2 separate regions of the Mus musculus genome follow, and region 2 is linked to region 1. Evidence: chromatin contacts called from public HiChIP or PLAC-seq data. All regions are on one chromosome and are shown on one strand. The core of a region is the stretch at or near the end of the contact, and the rest is flanking DNA. Distances in the headings are between cores, read along the strand shown.

The links. HiChIP or PLAC-seq counts read pairs in DNA pulled down with a chosen protein or histone mark.
Region 2: a contact with region 1 is called in an H3K27ac HiChIP or PLAC-seq map of embryonic stem cells, with 6 times the contacts expected there. The contact joins the enhancer-like site here to the promoter of Nif3l1 in region 1. A contact is called at or near these places in 3 of 39 promoter capture datasets (cranial neural crest, liver and maxillary cranial neural crest), 1 of 484 Hi-C or Micro-C datasets (cortical neurons), 5 of 115 datasets of contacts at active chromatin or transcription factors (astrocytes, bone marrow-derived macrophages, effector CD8 T cells and 2 more) and 1 of 9 other capture datasets (pancreatic islet).

The regions. Positions count from the first base shown.
Region 1 is chr1:58,443,647-58,446,512 of GRCm38.p6, reverse strand. It overlaps Nif3l1 (Ngg1 interacting factor 3-like 1 (S. pombe)), which reads right to left and starts at 1,362. Exons shown (of 7, transcript NM_022988.3): 1 at 879-1,362. Ppil3 (peptidylprolyl isomerase (cyclophilin)-like 3) reads left to right here and starts at 1,027. Exons shown (of 7, transcript NM_001285827.1): 1 at 1,027-1,367; 2 at 1,874-1,924. The coding sequence starts at 1,922.
Region 2 is chr1:59,696,611-59,699,476 of GRCm38.p6, reverse strand. Nop58 (NOP58 ribonucleoprotein) reads right to left here. Exons shown (of 15, transcript NM_018868.2): 5 at 1,018-1,154. Among named protein-coding and RNA genes, the nearest start is that of Snord70, 6.1 kb to the right of the region's middle. Within about 2 kb of position 1,511, at least 19 of the 459 cell types and tissues checked have an H3K27ac peak or open chromatin away from gene starts, as enhancers often do. A contact at or near this core is called in embryonic stem cells, where this site is marked.

The sequences.
Region 1 (2,866 bases), core at 113-2,612:
TCTGTCTTCACTTATGCATAGCTTGTTTTCTCTATCTGCATCCTCTCTATATATAACTGTCCCAGTAAAAACTGCCCCCAGTCTCTCTCTGCACTACCCCTTAAGTAGCCCATCTTTTCTCCCTGTTCTGGAGAGAGCTGGGCATATCCTATTCTGTCAAATCTTTCTCTGATTCCTCACTTTGTCTGCCATTCAATTAGACATCACTTTCAAACATGGATGCTTCCTTCTACAAACTAATTTTACCTTCATTGTTTGAGATTAAAGATGTGTGCTAAGGGCACACCACAACTAGAAAGGTTCCTCCCACCCACCATCGGTAAATAACACAATCTCGGGGGTTCACAGTGTGACCAAACATCCTGTAACAAGCTACCAACGAGACTGATGTAACTTGTGGCTTTCTTGTTATACAATAAACTTCTATTGTGAGATGACACGACCACGTCCCGGTGTTTTTCTCGGACAATGTGCTCACAGTACAGACACATTTAAAGCATTATTTGAATGGGCTGGAGCTGCCGTACAATGGAGAGATGGGAATATCCATTGTCAATCTACATGATCTTTAGCCCTCTGAACAGCCACTTGCTATTTTTCAATTACACGAGAGCTCTCTTTGCACTTGCGTGTGGTTTTTCTTTCATTTACGCATGGCTCAAGACCTTTTCCAGAATAATCAAGGGCCGCGTGGCATAGCCTTTATTCCTGGAGTCAGCACCCTCACCCCTCCTGCAGCAAGGCAGTTTTCATCTGCAACCTCTCCTTCTATATTCATGTTCCCCCGGCCCTCTGCAGTCACCACAGCCAGCCCGATGTGCACCTCCAGCGAGAAGAACAGACAGCCCCCGCGAGCCCTTCAGTGGTTCACAACTCACCAGTCGCAGAAGCTCTTTCAGTGTATCACTTCCGCTCTGCTCTGAAGCTCCTGGCTTTGTGGAAAGAGTTGGGCAGAAGTGGTCCTGTGCGTTCTGCTTCCGACTCCAGGCCGCTGTGTGAAGTTGGGCGGAAGTTGTCCTGTGCGTTCTGCTTCCGACTCCAGGCCGCTGTGTGAAGTTGGGCGGAATTGGTCCTGTGCGTTCTGCTTCCCACTCCAGGCCGCTGTATGAAGTTGCTGGGCGACAGCGGGTTCTGCTTCTTAGTGAGGTTGTGGGTAGAGCTCTCAGGGGCCGAGGGGTGAGGTGCGTGGTCCTCCGAGTCCTAGTCGGTGTGATGAGGAGAGACTGACGGGAGAGTAGGGCGTCCCCTGCGGAGGGCTCCGGGCTTCACTTCTGTGGCGCACAGACACGCCTTTGGAACCCGCAGGCATGCCGGCCCTTGTAGTTGAGGCTTTTCCGTTCCCGCAGCAGTGGTGCTGAGCGCAGTGGGTGAGTGTGGGGGAAAGGCTTTTATCCTTTTCTCCGTGCACTCAAACGCCTGCTGCGCCCCACGTTGGTGCAAATTTATTTCTTGGGATCCTCGTGGTGAACTCTCGGGCTGGAGATGGTATTCCTGGGACTTTTAAATACGATTGATAAGTTAGCAAGATGTGGCGTTTGGGAAAAAACAAAACAAAAGTGTGAAGTATAGAAATGTATTGTACAGACGTCTTAAGTAAAGTAGGTGTCCCGGGTAAAGGGAGCTCCAAGTGCCTATCTAGAGCACTAGACCTGGAGGTGGGGCTATGCCTCCCTTGCAGAAAGCCTTGAAGAAAATGAGTAAAGTAAGTGCGCACTGGGGTGGCTTGTTGCATTGGGTAGGATCAACACTTTTATGATAGGATTTTCATTTAGAGGATGCTAGTCTAAGCTTTTCGTTGTAAATCTACCATAAAGATGAACAAGTATGGTGGGAACTTGATAGGGTAAAGTGAACTAATTCCTCTCTCTTGTAGGAGATTTGAAAAATTAAACAGTGCTTCCTAGAACCATCAAGAAGGAAAATGGTGAGTATGTATCATAGAATTATTCTAACTGGGTGGTTGGTTGCTTGTTTCTAACCCCTTTGGGTTCCCTGGAGCTGGAGACACAAGCAGATGTGGGTGCTGGGAACTGAACAGGCCCTGCTGCAAAAGCAACAAGTCCTGGTACCTGCCAAGCCTGCCCTCTCAGCCGCCCATTACATGGTTTTTAATTTGTGTGTGTGTGTGTGTGTGTGTGTGTGTGTGTGTGTTTTGGTTTTTTGAGACAGGGTTTCTCTGTGTAGCCCTTGCTGTCGTGGAACTCACTCTGTAGACCAGGCTGGCCTCAAACTCAGAAATCCGCCTGTCTCTGCCTCCCAAGTGCTAGGATTAAAGGCATGTGCCTCCACGACTGGCTGTTTTTTAATTTTTAATGAATATTTTTTTGGAGGAAGTCAGACAGGATAGTGAGTGTGTAGCTCAGTGGCAGAGTGCGTTCCTAGGATAAGGAAGGAGAGGGGAAGGGAGGGGATGTGGCGAGGGAGAGACTGTGTGTACCAGTATAGAGGGAACAAAGTAGAATAAACAAGTGGACATGATCATTACAACGTTACCCTGCTGGTGTGGTCCCAGCACTCAGGAGGTAACCTTGCTCCCAGCCTCTATAGGCCGTCGCAGTCTCAGACCTTTCATTAAAAGACACAAAAGGAAATAAACGAGCAAACAGTGTGCCCTTTCCCCGCAGAGATGAGCAGCACAGGTAGAATAGCAGGGAGTGTAGCTCCTGTGTCCACTGAAGCACCCCACTCACCTCCACCCTGGCCCACTCACTGCGGGACACTGTTGTAAGAAGACAGGCACATGCATACACTAGCAAGATTTTGCTGAAAGGACCCTGATATAGCTGTCTCTTGTGAGACTAGGCCGGGGCCTAGCAAACACATAAGTAGATGCTCACAGTCAGCTATTGGATGGAGCACAGGGCCC
Region 2 (2,866 bases), core at 262-2,761, 1.3 Mb before region 1:
TCCTGGAACTGACTCTGTAGACCATTCTGGCCTACAGAAATCTGACTGCCTCTGACTCTCTAGTGCTAGGATTAAAGGTATGCGCCATCACTGCTGGGCTAGTATCTCTGATTTTTATGAGAAAGAAGCAGTTGTGTTTTCTTAGTGTTGTACTATTTTTAAGCACTATACATAAAACCCTTTGTTACCTGGCTGTCCTGAAACTTCATCTGTAAACCAGACTATCTGGGACCTCAGAGTGCTGGGATTAAAGGTATGTTTCACTGCGGCCTATTAGGATACTACTTTCAACAATCCTAGCATGTTATGGCTCGCTGAATAATACAGATGGCTCAGCAGTTAAGTGTACTGGCTATACAATCATGAGCTGTGGAAGTCTGATCCCTGTACCTACATAACAAGTCAGCAATTCCATGTGTGCCTAAACAAACCTCAGCTGGGAGGCAGAAGGATCAATGAGGTTTGAGGATTTCTGGCCTAGCCCCGGAAACCAGGGGGAGAGTCTGCCTCAAAGGAATAGGAAGAATGAAGGGACACCTGACAGCCTTTTCTGGCCCAATCAGAAACACGTGTACACAGCAAAGTTCTTTCTCAGACCAAAGCAAAGCTATGGGAAGAAATGATCCAACACTGAAGATATAAAGAAAGCCTGCCATAAGTTTTCATTTTTAAAAGAATATAGGCAATAGCCAGGTTGGGGTGGCACACTCTTTTAATCCCAGCACCTCGGAAGCAGAGGCAGTTGGATCTTTGAATTCAAGACCAGCCTGGTCTATAGACCGAGTTCCAGGACAGCCAGAGCTATACAGACAAATCCTGCCTGGAAAAACCAAAAAGAATACACTGGGTCTAATAATTGTATTTTTACCACTTATCAGCTTTATTGATGCTGAGCAAGTTTTTTCTTGAGGGCAACAGCAGCATCTCCCTGACATTAATACTTACACACTTTTAGGACAGATGTATATAAATATGTGTATGTATATGAGTAAGCATACATTTAACTTCTGTACTTACCTGTGGGCCAATCCAAGACACATGGCTGCCATCTCACGTGGTTCTACCCCAGGAATCAAGCCATCCATTTGTGATCGGATTCCTCTCATAAGTTCATTAACAACAGGACTATGGATACAGCTGAGATTCAATTTTTCCTATAAAAACATTCACATTAAATGAAAAATAAGTTTTCTTGAAAATTCACCGTTGTGGGTTTTCAGATATTGTCTTTTAAGAATTCACCAATGTAGCCAGGCAGAGGTGGCACACACCTTTGATCCCAGCACTTGGGAGGCAGAGGCAGGCGGATTTCTGAGTTTGAGTCCAGCCTGGTCAAACCCCGTCTTGAAAAACCAAAAAGAATTCACTAATGTGAATTCACAGGTTCAACTTAAACTCACAGGAACAATCTGCCTCAGTCTCCGGAAATGATAAGTGGAGCCTCCCTCAGCCCTGAAGCAGGCTGCTCCAGACTTTGACCTTGCTGCCAGTGAGAAGGAAATTACCTAAGGTGGAGCCTTCCGACCTAGATGGCTTCTTTTGTTCTGCCAGCTGCCACTGCTCTCTCCAAGACACTGCTACCTGCTGAGAAGCACCTGATACATTCCAGAGGAACATTCTATTCTGCGCATCACCTATAGGCTGGCTCCAGACACCAAGAATGGACTGGAGGGGATGGGCCTTCCCCTTTTATAAGCACACTCTCTTAGGAAACGGAGGGCCTTGAACTGAAACATGTCTCGGCTCCATTAACCTCTCGCAGTCTAAGTCTCTTTCAGCCCCAGCTTGCCTCCCTGGTGTACCTGGTCCTTGTAAGCCACAGGCCGGGATAGAACAGATAAGCATGATCTATCTCATTGGAATCTGGTATTTTAAAACAATATTGATCTCGGGTATAATATATATACTTTTCTCAACTGTACATAGTGTTTGCTTCTAGTATGTTTGTTAAGAAGTTGATGGAAATTAAATAGAGAAACCTTCCAATTACCCTTTTGGCTAGGCTGCATCCCAAGATGCAAAGCATTATTAAATCTGAGGAAGTTTTTTTCTTGCTTGTTGGACTAAGTGGACTACTGCTATTTTATTTGATTTCCAGACTTTTAAAATCTGCACATGTACCTATGTGATTTTTTTTTAAAGAAAAGATTTATTTTATATATATGAGTACACTGTCGTTATCTTCAGTCACCCCAGAAGAGGGCATCAGATTGCATTACAGATGGTTGTTGAGCTACCATGTAGTTTAGTGCGCTTAGCCACTGAGCCATCTCTCTAGCCCCAGCCAAAGGGAGTTTTTGTGCACTAGTTAAGTGCAGGTGCCTTTAAAGGCCAGACAGTATCAAATCCCCTGTAACTGAGTGATGGGTAGTAATGACCTGTGTAATGCTGGTAATGGGATCTGAAGCCCGGTGTATTAAGTGTACTAAGCACTTTTAACCACTCACCCATCATCACTCCAGCCATTTGTTTAGCTTTAAAATTACAAAGTATTGGGCTGGAGAGATGGCTCAGTTAAGAGTGCTGACTGCTATTCCAGAGGTCCTGAGTTCAATTCCCAGCAACCACACAGTGGCTCACAACCATCTGTAATGGGATCCGATGCCCTGTTCTGGTCTGTTTGAAGACAGCCACAGTGTATTTATAAATAAGATAAATAAATCTTAAAAATAATTAAGTAAATCTTTAAAAAAAATTACAAGGTACTCATATACTCACCGGATTTTAACCAAAAGTAACAGCAAAAAGTTTCTATCTTTTCCCTATGGATAAGTGCATCCCTCAAATAACCCTCCCAAAGAGTATTAATGAATAGTATAAACACAGATAACAAGTATCTTTTTGACCCTGGATTTTGTGGCACACA